2 separate regions of the Macaca mulatta genome follow, and region 2 is linked to region 1. A link is a contact called in public Hi-C data. All regions are on one chromosome and are shown on one strand. The core of a region is the stretch at or near the end of the contact, and the rest is flanking DNA. Distances in the headings are between cores, read along the strand shown. Region 1 holds the start of ZBTB7B (zinc finger and BTB domain containing 7B). Region 2 holds the start of PYGO2 (pygopus family PHD finger 2).

What was found. A called contact is a pair of places that touch in the nucleus more often than the background predicts.
Region 2: a contact with region 1 is called in a Hi-C map of liver, with 4 times the contacts expected there. The contact joins the promoter of PYGO2 here to the promoter of ZBTB7B in region 1. A contact is called at or near these places in 3 of 14 Hi-C or Micro-C datasets (blood, cortical neurons and liver).

The regions. Positions count from the first base shown.
Region 1 is chr1:112,003,581-112,009,546 of T2T-MMU8v2.0, forward strand. It overlaps ZBTB7B (zinc finger and BTB domain containing 7B), which reads right to left and starts at 2,039. Exons shown (of 5, transcript XM_077943524.1): 1 at 1,920-2,039.
Region 2 is chr1:112,040,154-112,045,767 of T2T-MMU8v2.0, forward strand. It overlaps PYGO2 (pygopus family PHD finger 2), which reads left to right and starts at 1,948. Exons shown (of 3, transcript XM_015110893.3): 1 at 1,948-2,237; 2 at 3,100-3,149; 3 at 4,267-5,614. The coding sequence starts at 3,108. The coding sequence ends at 5,331. It overlaps SHC1 (SHC adaptor protein 1), which reads left to right. Exons shown (of 12, transcript NM_001261487.1): 12 at 216-1,831. The coding sequence ends at 344.

The DNA of each region.
Region 1 (5,966 bases), core at 789-3,288:
CCCCCAACTGAGAAAGGTAGCGGGTGAAGGATGTTTCCGACTGAGCCTGCGGAGCTGCGTACCCCAAAGGGCCCCTCCCACTAGTGTCAAACGGAATCACAGCAGGCTACCTAGGGCCAGGTTTGGCTCCCCCGCGACAAGCCAGGCCGAACCGGGTCGGACTCGCTTTCCCCTCCCAACCCCCCTCCGCAGGGGGCCTCCCTCCCTTTCCAGCAGGTGGCTCCTCGGGACACCAGCTCAACCTGTTGGACCACAATGGGCGGCGCCAGGGGGGCCCTGGCCCTCACCCGGGCTGACCCGGGATCCCCGCGCATGAGGGGCGGAGTCCAGGTCCCTCCCTCCCTCTTTCTCCCTCTCTCCCTCTCCGCGCCGGGCCGTGACTCAGCCTCGGGGCCGCTGCCCTGCGCCCCAGCCAGGGGCGGAAAGTGTGAGGCGCCCCTGAGGGCTCAGGCCAAACCAAACAGCCCCCCACCCCAGACATTATCTCACTGGAGAATTAGGGGGGCTATAGGAAGGAGGAGGTAGCTGCAGGCATGGGGCGCTCTGGCTCGAGTAATCCGCTCCAGGTTTTCCTAGCGTCCCTGACCCCCTTGGGTCCCGAGGCCGGTCACTGCTCCGGGTTTTCTTCTCAGCCCCGCCGGACAGATTCTGGTCCGGAGGGGCCGGGAGCCGGTGGGGTCCAGGCCGGGGTTTTCCCGGTCCTACTCCAGCCGTCCGGGTAGTGCAGGCCTGGCGAAGGGCTGTGCTAGGAGCTAGGCGGCAGTGCCACAAGTGAAATGGAGAGGGGGCTGCTTTGGGGAGGAAAGGGGATAGCCAAAGAAAGGGGGCGGGGGACAGGGGGTGGGAACGTGGCCCGGGAAGGGCAGGGCCAGGGCTTCCAGAGGCAATATCAGGGCGGGCTCCCTGGCACCAGCCTTTGGGTACAGAAACTCGGAAGGTGCCCAGTGCCTCAGGCTTGCCTCGCTCAACTTCCCCCCTGAGGGTCGCGTTCTACGTCTGGCTGAACATGACTGATCTTTCTGCGGCTAGATTGCCACTCCCCACCTCATTCCCAATAGTCCTGGAATCCTCAGTTAGTTCCTCAGTGACGCCCACCCTCCCATGTCTCTTTTTTTCTCCTGGTGCAAATAGCTCCCCTCCTTACTCAGAAATCGGAGTGGGGAACCCCTACTTGAAATTCCCTCTTACCCCAACCCCTAACCACGCCAAACGACCGAAACAGCGGCGGTAGAGAAACGCTGACTGGAGACCCCGCCCCCTCCCTTGAAGCCCCTGCTAGGCCCCAGGGGCCGGCCGCCCCCGCCCCGCCACCAGGCCCAGACTGGAACTGGGAGCTGGAGGGCAAGTGAGGGGCCTGCAGGGGCCGCCTGGGGATAGGGGAGCGTCCCAGATCCTCACGTTAAGACTTAAATTTTTAGGTGACCAGCTAGACCTTAATATTTGGGGAGAGTAGCACGAGTTGGAGAAATACTCAGAGAAGGAAGTGTTTACCCTAAGAGAGGGATGAAAGCCCGGAGTGGGAGGACTGAATACCTGGGGCTGGGGACAGCGACTCGGAGTGAGGGCCAGGTGCCCGGACTGACTGGGCCACGTGCGCCAAAGGGTAGAAGCATAGAAGTTAGATGCTTGCGGAACCTGAGGGAAAGAGGCCTTCAGGTGGCGAGATAGGCGAGGCTTTGCCTGGGCGGGGTCCTGCGTGAGTGGGTCTGGGGGTCTGTTTCGGAATGTGGGGAACTGAGCTGCAAGCGGAGTGTCAGCCTGCGCCCGGCGCCCACCTCTTCCCCGCTGCTCCCCCCCATCCTCGACTGCCTCCGCTTCCCTCGAAAAACCCGCCGCCCAGGAAACCGCTGGGGGCGCTCAGACCGCAGACCCCCACGCCCCCCGCCCCCCAGCGCTCCCACCGCGACCGCCCAACCCACCTGAAGGGGCCGTGGCCGCCAGGGGTACCCCCCTCCTGCCGACTCCCCCCAACACCTGCGGGTGGCACTATTTATAACTCCGCGCCTATTCCGGGCCTCTGGGTTGGAGCCGGCTGCCGCGCAGCGCTAATCGCCGCCGGGATCTCTGCGCCCCCCAAAGCCGGGGGAGGTAAATTTAGCTTCAGGAAGCTCAGGGGAACATTTTCCAAAACTCCACGTCCCAGAGAAGGCGAGAGAACCCCTCTGCACTCAGCCTCTCTCCGATCAGCCACCAGGAGGCGCAGGTCCCCGGCTCCTCGAACCCAGCCAGCTAGGAGGTATGGTCGCTTCTTTGAAGCTGGGGTAGGCGAAAGGCTGAGGGCGAATGATGGAAAGGAACTGAGGCTGGAGAATGGCTAGAGGAACGGGTACGCTCCAAGGCTGGCGAACACCCTAGAGTCTGAGAGTAACTGAGAAAGTGGGTGGGGGAAAATAACTCACATGCAAGAGAGATGTAAATAGGATGTAAGAGCGAGCCTATGCCCATGCCGGGCGCGGTGGCTCTCGCCTGTAATCTCAGCACTTCGGGAGGCAGAGACGGGTGGAACACCTGAGGTCAGGAGTTGGAGACCAGCTTGACCAACATGGTGAAACCCCGTCTCCAGTAAAAATACAAAAATTAGCCAGTCGTGGTGGCACACGCCTGTAATCCGAGCTACTCGGGAGGCTGAAGCAGGAGAATTGCTTGAACCTGGGGGGGCGGAGGTCGCCATGAGCCAAGATCGCACCATTGCACTCCAGTCTGGGCAACAAGAGCGAAACTCCGTCTCAGAAAACAAAACAAAACAAAAAAAGCCTATGCCCTTGGGGGTAGGCCTGCGCTCTGGCTCTGTCAGTGAAATGATTGCCACATCCCCCTTTCTGCCGGCCTGTTGGTGGTGTTGGGAAAACGTGGGACACCCCCACCCACCCACGCCTCCCCACCGCCAGATTATTGCTGTGATATCCAGTTTATTGCCTGCCGCTTCTCAGACCCTTGGGCCGTGATCCCTCTTCTCCACCTGTTTCTCGCATGCCAACGAGGGTCCTGTATCCGATGTAATCCGCTGGGAATCCTGGATATCAGGCTTCTCCTCTTGCTCTTGTACTTGGGGGTCACATCCATCTGGTCCCTCTTGTCTCCATTCCTACTCCACCCATTCCCCCACCCCCTGTGACCATTAGAGGGCACCAGGGCACCAAGGGGTATGCGAGGTTTTAATGGCAAAGACCGCAATTACTTTTGCACCAACCTAATATCTTGTACCCTGTCTCCTTCACCTCCCTCCCACCTCACTCCACTTGAGTTCCTGAGGGAGTAGTTTGGACACTCAAAACCTGAGTTGCCCTAGTTGGGGAGAGATACTTGTGGGGGAACAGCCACAGAGTGGGCAGCCATGGGCCAGGAAAGATCTCTTGGCCTGTGTGGATTAGGTGAAAGGGCTGAGGCTGAAACCTCCAAATGGGCTGAGAACAGGGAGCTTAGGGCTGAGGTGGGAAGTGGCATGGAGTGGGTGCAGAGTGGGGTGGTGGTACCCTCCATGCTTTTGCTTGCATGGCCCTGCCTCCAGGCCACTTTGGCCACCATCTCCATGCAACAGCAGCTCAGAAGAGGAAGGCAGGCTCATTAGGAGAAGCAGTGAGTTGGTGATCTGAAAATCTGGGTTTGCTAAATGACTCCTTTACTGCAGTGTGCTGTGTATGTCCTTGGGTGAATCATTTCACCTCTAGGGCCTATTTCCTTCATGTTAACATGGGATAATTGCTGAAGTGGACTTCCGTGGCGCCCAAAGCACTCTGTATTGTGAAAAGGGCTCTCTGAATGGTATCTGAGGTTTCTGTTATTCTCCAGTCTTTACACTGTCAAAGCCCTCTTTCCCACTCACATTCTCCTTGGGCCACTGGCAGTCTCACTCCCCCTGCTGCTCTCTATCAGCCATCTCACCACAGGCCACAGCCCTGGACTCCGCCTTCCTCTACCCACCACTTCCCCAGTGGTCTCTGCCAGACTTCCCCTCCCCTGGCAAAGGCCCTTGAGCTCAGACCTCAGACTCCAGGATCCACCTCCAGGCACTGCCCCGCTTGGGGGGAGTGAGGCCTAAGAAAGGAAAAGAAGGCAGTAGGCCAGGGCCTGAGTCGGGGAAGGAAGGGCTGGAGCTGGCCAAATAGGGTACAGGCTCTGAGGGGGAAGAAGGAGCCCCAGATTCATGGGAAGGTAAATTCTGACTACTCCCATCACTGGGACCAGGTAAGAGCCTCTCAACGGACCAGCCAAGAGCACTAAGCTGCATTTTGTGGATGCCTAAAGAGATGCACTGAGGCTGGGCACGGTGGCTCATGCTTGTAATCCCAGCACACTGGGAGGCCAAGGTGGGAGGATCACTTGAAGTCAGGAGTTCGAGACCAGCCTGGCCAACATGGTGAAACCCTGTCTCTACTAAAAATATTGAAATTGGCTGGGCATGGTGGCTCATGCCTGTAATCCCAGCACTCTGGGAGGCCGAGGTGGGTAGATCAGGAGGTCAGGAGATCAAGACCATCCTAGCTAACACGGTGAAACCCCATCTCTACTAAAAATACAAAAAATTAGCCAGGCGTGGGGGCGGGCACCTGTAGTCCCAGCTACTCAGGAGGCTGAGGCAGGAGAATGGCGTGAACCTGGGAGGCGGAGCTTGCAGTGAGCTGAGATCGTGCCCCTGCACTCCAGCCTGGGTGACAGAGCGAGACTCCATCTCAAAAAAAAAAAAAAAAAAATTGAAATTAGCAGGACATGGTGGTGCACTCCTGTAATCCCAGATACTCAGGAGGCTGACATGGGAAAATCACTTGAACCCGGAGACGGAGGTTGCAGTGAGCTGAGGTTGCACCATTGAACTCCAGCCTGGGTGCCAGAGTAAGAATCTGTCTCAAAAAAAAAAAAAAAAAAAAAAAAGATGCACTGACCTGCCAGGGATAAGAAATAAGCTCAAGTTGGAGTACTGTAGAGACTAGGCTGCTGTAAAAAAGAATGGACAAGTTCTCCATGTGTTGATATGGGATCCTGAATCCTGTCCAAGGTTTATCAAAGGAAAAGAAGCAAAGTGCAGAACAATGTGGAGAGTATGTTAACTAACTAGGAAGAGTAATATATCCAGAATCCAGCCACCCCTTACTACTGCTTTTGCTATAAACCTGGTCTGAGACCACCACGTGTCTGGCCTATATTGTGCCATTACCTCCTAATAGGTCACTCGTATTCTACCTTTGCTCCCCTGAAGTCTGTTCTCAACACAGCAGCCAGCTTGCGCCTTTTAAGTAAAAAAACTCATTTCATGCTCAACATCCTGCAATAGTTCCTCATTTCACTCAGCATAAAAGCTCAAATTCTTAGGCTCTCTATGACCCATTCCCAACACCAGCTCGATTTCCACTTTTTTTTTCCTATAGTGCCTATCATCTAATAACATATACATACTTTAAAAAATGTTTCTAGTTTGTCCTGTCCGCCCCCTAAAATGTAAGCTTCACAAGTACATGGATCTGTTTTGTTCACTGCTGTATCCAAAGACCCACACTGATATAAGTATACACTGAAAAACTCAATATTTGTAGAATGAATGAAGATGCAGTCTATGCATAGACTGGAATGTTCTCCAAGAAACTGGTAACCATGGTTGCCTCCAGGGGCAGCACTAAGGGACTGGGGGATAGACCAGGAGACTTTTAACTATTAGAGTTCTTTTTTTTTTTTTTTTTTTAAGACGAAGTCTTGCTCTGTCACCCAGGCTGGAGTGCACTGGTGCAATCTTGGCTCACTGCAACCTCCACCTCCCGGATTCAAGTCATTCTCCTGCCTCAGCCTCCCGGGTAGCTGGGACTACAGGCATGCGCCCTCACGTCTGGCTAATTTTTTTTTTTTTTTTTTTTTTTTGGTATTTTTAGTAGAGATGGGGTTTCACCATGCTGGCCAGGCTGGTCTCAAACTCCTGACCTCAAGTGATCCACCCGCCTCAGCCTCCTCAAGTGCTGGGAGCCACCGCACCCAGCCCT
Region 2 (5,614 bases), core at 698-3,197, 36 kb after region 1:
ACCTTTGCCTTTTCCCACTTCACTGACCTGTCTATTCCTGCAACTGTCTCTTTCTAGAGAAACCTCAATGATCAGGACTGATAGGCCACACTCTCCCCTACCATTTTTTTCTCCTTCTTCAAGCCTCTTGTCTGTTTTACCCTCTTCCACCTTGGAGGCTGAGGTCTTATTTGACTCTTCACCTGAATTGACCTTCTTCCTTCCCACCCTCCCAGGTTCGGACTAAGGATCACCGCTTTGAGAGTGTCAGTCACCTCATCAGCTACCATATGGACAATCACTTGCCCATCATCTCTGCGGGCAGCGAACTGTGTCTACAGCAACCTGTGGAGCGGAAACTGTGATCTGCCCCAGACCTCTCTTCCAGAAGATGCCCTCCAATCCCTTCCACCCTATTCCCTAACTCTTGGGACCTCATTTGGGAGTGTTCTGCGGGCTTGGCCTTGTGTCAGAGCTGGGAGTAGTGTGGACTCTGGGTTTCATATCCAGCTGAGTGAGGGTTTGAGGGTTTGAGTCAGAAGCCTGGGGGAGAATCCTGCCTCTCCCCAAACATTGATCACCAAAGTATTAATGTACAGAGTGGCCCTTCACCTGGGCCTTTCCTGTGCCAACCTGATGCCCCTTCCCCAAGAAAGTGAGTGGTTGTCATGGAAAATGTCCTGTGGTGACAGGCCCAGTGGAACAGTCACCCTTTTGGGCAAGGGGGAACAAATCACACTTCTGTGCTTCAGGGTATCCCAGACCCTTCTCAACACCCCCACCCCACCATGTTTAAACTTTGTGCCTTTGACCATCTCTTAGGTCTGATGATATTTTATGCAGAGTTCTTGGGCCCCTGAGTTCAATGACAGGGATGCCAACACCTTCTTGGCTTCTGGGACCTGTCTTCTTGCTCAGCACTCTTTCCGGTTTGGTTTGGGATAACAGAGGCAGGAGTGGCAGCTGTCCCCTCTCCCTGGGGATATGCAACCCTTAGAGATTGCCCCAGAGCCCCCCTCCCGGCCAGGGGGGAGATGGATCCCTCCCTTGCTCAGTGCCTCCTGGCCGGGGCCCCTCACCCCAAGGGGTCTGTATATACATTTCGTAAGGCCTGCCCTCTCCCATGTTGCATGCCTATTGTACTCTACAGCCAAAGTGTAGCCCTTCCTGGAGCCTCTGCCCTGCCTCCCTTTCTGGCAGGGTGGGGTAGGGGTGACTGAATTTGGGCCTCTTGTACAGTTCACTCTCCCAGGTGGATTTTGTGGAGGTGGGAAAAAGGGCATTGAGACTCTTAAAGCAGTAGACAATCCCCAAATACCATCTGTAGAGTTGGAACTGCATTCTTTTAAAGTTTTATATGCATATATTTTAGGGCTGTAGACTTACTTTCCTATTTTGTTTTCCATGGCTTATTCTCGAGCACAAAATGGTAATCAATTATTACATTTATACATCACCTTTTTGACTTTTCCAAGCCCTTTTACAGCTGTTGGCATTTTCCTCGCCCAGGCCTGTGAGGTAACTGGGATCGCACCTTTTATACCAGACCTGAGGCAGATGAAATTTATTTCCATCTAGGACTAGAAAAACTTGGGTCTCTTACCGCGAGACTGAGAGGCAGAAGTCAGCTCGAATGCCTGTCAGTTTCATGGAGGGGAAACGCAAAACCTGCAGTTCCTGAGTACCTTCTACAGGCCCGGCCCAGCCTGGGCCCCTCTTTTGGCCTTGTGGATAAGGGACAGTTGACCGTTTTCATCCTGGACTCCTTTTGCTGTTGTTTGGATGTTTCCACGGGTCTCACTTATACCAAAGGGAAAACTCTTCATTAAAGTCCGTATTTCTTCTACCTCTGCCTCTTAATCCTGGGAAGCCTATTGTGTACGCCGCGGGCCCTTAGCTGCACAGCGGGGAGGCGGGAGGTCGCGGCCGCCGAGGGAAGCTAGGGGGTCTGCGGAGTTTGGGCGCGGCAGAGTGGGGCGTGTCGCGCCACCGTCCCCATGAAGATGTTGTGTCCGGGGGGCGGGGGCTGGCTCCGGGTGCGTCCAGGCAAGAACCCGGACTCCCCGGCGCCGCAACGCCGGCCCCCGGGACTACCTAGACCTCCCAGGCGCGCCCTCGGCTCGCGCGCGCCCCTCCGCGGTGGCTCCACCGCCCGGGATGGTACGGTCCGGCAGCAGGGCCGCGCGCCGCCGCCCCTCGGTGAGCTGGTGTGGGCCGCCGCTAGCGGAAACGACCCTCTCCACTCGCGTGGTGCAGTGGTAAGCCTCGCCCCTCGCCTGCCGCCTGTTTTCTGGCGTGGGGTCTCGTCCGGTCCTTGCTCCCCCTCCCCGCCGCGCTTAGTGGTGGTGGCCGCGCCGAGTTCCGGTTCCGGTTGCTGCAGCCGCTGGCTGGCGGCGAGTGTGGAGAGAGCGCGCAGTTCGCGCCGCGGCTGGGCGCTTCCCTGTCGTCCCACTTTGTGGTTGCTGCAGCTTGGGGGCCTGTGCTGCCCCTGACTCCCCTTCTGGGCGATGGTGCAGCCCGAGGGCGCCTCCATCCCCCGCCGCCGCCGCTAACCCCGGTCCCTCACTCCATGGCCGCCTCGGCGCCGCCCCCACCGGACAAGCTGGAGGGAGGTGGCGGCCCCGCACCGCCCCCTGCGCCGCCCAGCACCGGGAGGAAGCAGGGCAAGGCCGGTGAGAGCGCTGCGAGGAGCGGGGGCTGAAGAAGCCTAGGACTTGGGAACCTCAGAGGGGAGGGATGGTGGGAGGGGGGCGTTTCACAGGCTGAAGGGCTTGAAGGGAGGCTCAGGTGAAAAGGATGGGTGGGTGTAATCCTCCAGGAGTTGGGGGCAGGTGTCACACATTGAGGACGCTAGAGTTTGGAGCCACATGGAATTCAGTAGTCACTTGGAGCTTGAGGATATCGAAAGATGGGATATCTCTCATTTAAAGGAAGACATAGCTGAGAGTATGATCATCTTCACGATCTATTTTTCATATTGCACCCCTTGTTAGCATTTGTTGAATAAATAAGCAAGTATGTATTGACGTTAAAGGAGTTCCTCAGAGCATGGCTGAGAGAAAAGAGGTTGGGGAAACCTCAGGGAAACTTGTCTGCGTCTTCCTTTTGCCGCTCTTCCAGGTCTGCAAATGAAGAGCCCAGAAAAGAAGCGAAGGAAGTCAAATACTCAGGTGAATGGTGGTTGGTGGTGGGGGTGGTTCCCGGCAGCCCCTTGGCGGCACACTGTCTACTCTGCCATTCCAGTATCTGTTTGTATCTTGCATCAGCTGCAGGGAGGAGAGAGAAAACTGGCTTTCTTGCTTTGTTTCTTGTTCTTTCCCTGAACCTTATAACAAATTTAGGGGAAAGTATTCTCTCCTTAGAGATGATTCGACCAAAGTTCTTACCACGCAGGGTTCCAGTCTCCTCCATGTTTCCTGTCCTGGTTTCCTCATGATGATAACGTAACACCTTCCACTTACTGAGCCTTTTTTTAGTGCCAGGGATTGTGCTAACATGCTTTAACAGTTTGGGGGAGATAGGCATTATCCCTATTTTACGACGAGAAATCTGGGGGTTAAAAATGTTAAATATGTGCTCCACAGTCTTGAGGTTGTTTTTCACGGTCAGAGCTGGGATTCCATTCTAGTTCTGCCCGTTTTTAAAACACAGTTACTGCACTATGCTGGTTCCACTCTCCACCCTCTTTCTCTTGGGTTTTTTTTTTTTTTTTTTTTGTAGTAACAGAGTCTTGCTGTGTTGCCTAGGCTGGGCTCAAACTCCTGGGCTCAAGGGATCCTCCTGCCTCGGCTTCCCAAAGTGTTAGCATTACAGGTGTGAACCACTGTGCCCGGCCTGTGGTTCATATATTTTTTTATTTTTTATTTTTTTTGAGACGGAGTCTTGCTCTGTCGCCCAGGCTGGAGTGCAGTGGCGCGATCTCGGCTCACTGCAAGCTCTGCCTCCCAGGTTCACACCATTCCCCTGCCTCAGCCTCCCGAGTAGCTGGTACTACAGGCGCCCACCAACACACCTGGCTAATTTTTTTGTATTTTTGGTAGGGACGGGGTTTCACCGTATTAGCTAGGATGGTCTTAATCTCCTGACCTTGTGATCTGCCCGCCTCGACCTCCCAAAGTGCTGGGATTACAGGCGTCAGCCACTGTACCTGGCCTGTGGTCCATATTGATTTTAGGCCTGAGCTGCCCAGTATCAGCCTCCAAAATGTGTATTGTGTTGGTAGTGCTCTCTTGGTTTAGTTCTGTGTTTCCCTCCATGACCCTCTTTCCCTCAACTGTTTCTCACTAGGGCCCTGCATACTCACATCTGACGGAGTTTGCACCACCCCCGACTCCCATGGTGGATCACCTGGTTGCATCCAACCCTTTTGAAGATGACTTCGGAGCCCCCAAGGTGGGGGGTGCAGCCCCTCCATTCCTTGGCAGTCCTGTGCCCTTTGGAGGCTTCCGCGTGCAGGGGGGCATGGCGGGCCAGGTACCCCCAGGCTATGGCACTGGAGTTGGAGGGGGCCCCCAGCCACTTCGTCGACAGCCACCCCCCTTCCCTCCCAATCCTATGGGCCCTGCTTTCAACATGCCCCCCCAGGGCCCTGGCTACCCACCCCCAGGCAACATGAATTTTCCCAGCCAACCCTTCAACCAGCCTCTAGGTCAAAACTTTAGTCCTCCCAGCGGGCAGATGATGCCGGGCCCAGTTGGGGGATTTGGTCCCATGATCTCACCCACCATGGGACAGCCTCCCAGAGCAGAGTTGGGCCCACCTTCTCTGTCCCAACGATTTGCTCAGCCAGGGGCTCCTTTTGGCCCTTCTCTCCAGAGACCTGGTCAGGGGCTTCCCAGCCTGCCACCTAACACAAGTCCCTTTCCTGGTCCGGACCCTGGCTTTCCTGGCCCTGGTGGTGAGGATGGGGGGAAGCCCTTGAATCCACCTGCCCCTACTGCTTTTCCCCAGGAACCCCACTCAGGCTCCCCAGCTGCTGCTGTTAATGGGAACCAGCCCAGTTTCCCCCCAAACAGTAGTGGGCGGGGTGGGGGCACTCCAGATGCCAACAGCTTGGCACCCCCTGGCAAGGCAGGTGGGGGCTCTGGGCCCCAGCCTCCCCCAGGCTTGGTGTACCCATGTGGTGCCTGTCGGAGTGAGGTGAATGATGACCAGGATGCCATTCTGTGTGAGGCTTCCTGCCAGAAGTGGTTCCACCGTGAGTGCACAGGCATGACTGAGAGCGCCTATGGGCTACTGACCACTGAAGCTTCTGCCGTCTGGGCCTGCGATCTCTGCCTCAAGACCAAGGAGATCCAGTCTGTCTACATCCGCGAGGGCATGGGGCAGCTGGTGGCTGCTAACGATGGGTGATGCTGGCGAAGTGGCCCAGGGAAGTGCACATGTCTCTCCCTGCTCTTCCAGGGTGATTTTTTTGATGTCTGGCTCTTGGTCCTTGTTTCCACTGGTTTTCCATCCCCATGGGGCAGAAACAGTTGCTCCTGGGAGCAGAAAAGGAATTGAGGTGGGCAGGCAGAAGAGCCTGGATTGCTCACTTTTTTGGGAAGCTTACATGTTGAGATCTACAGAGATCCAGGAAACCAAAGCCCTGCTGAGCAGAGCCATTTTGTGGCTATTTCTGGAGGCCCAGGAGTGT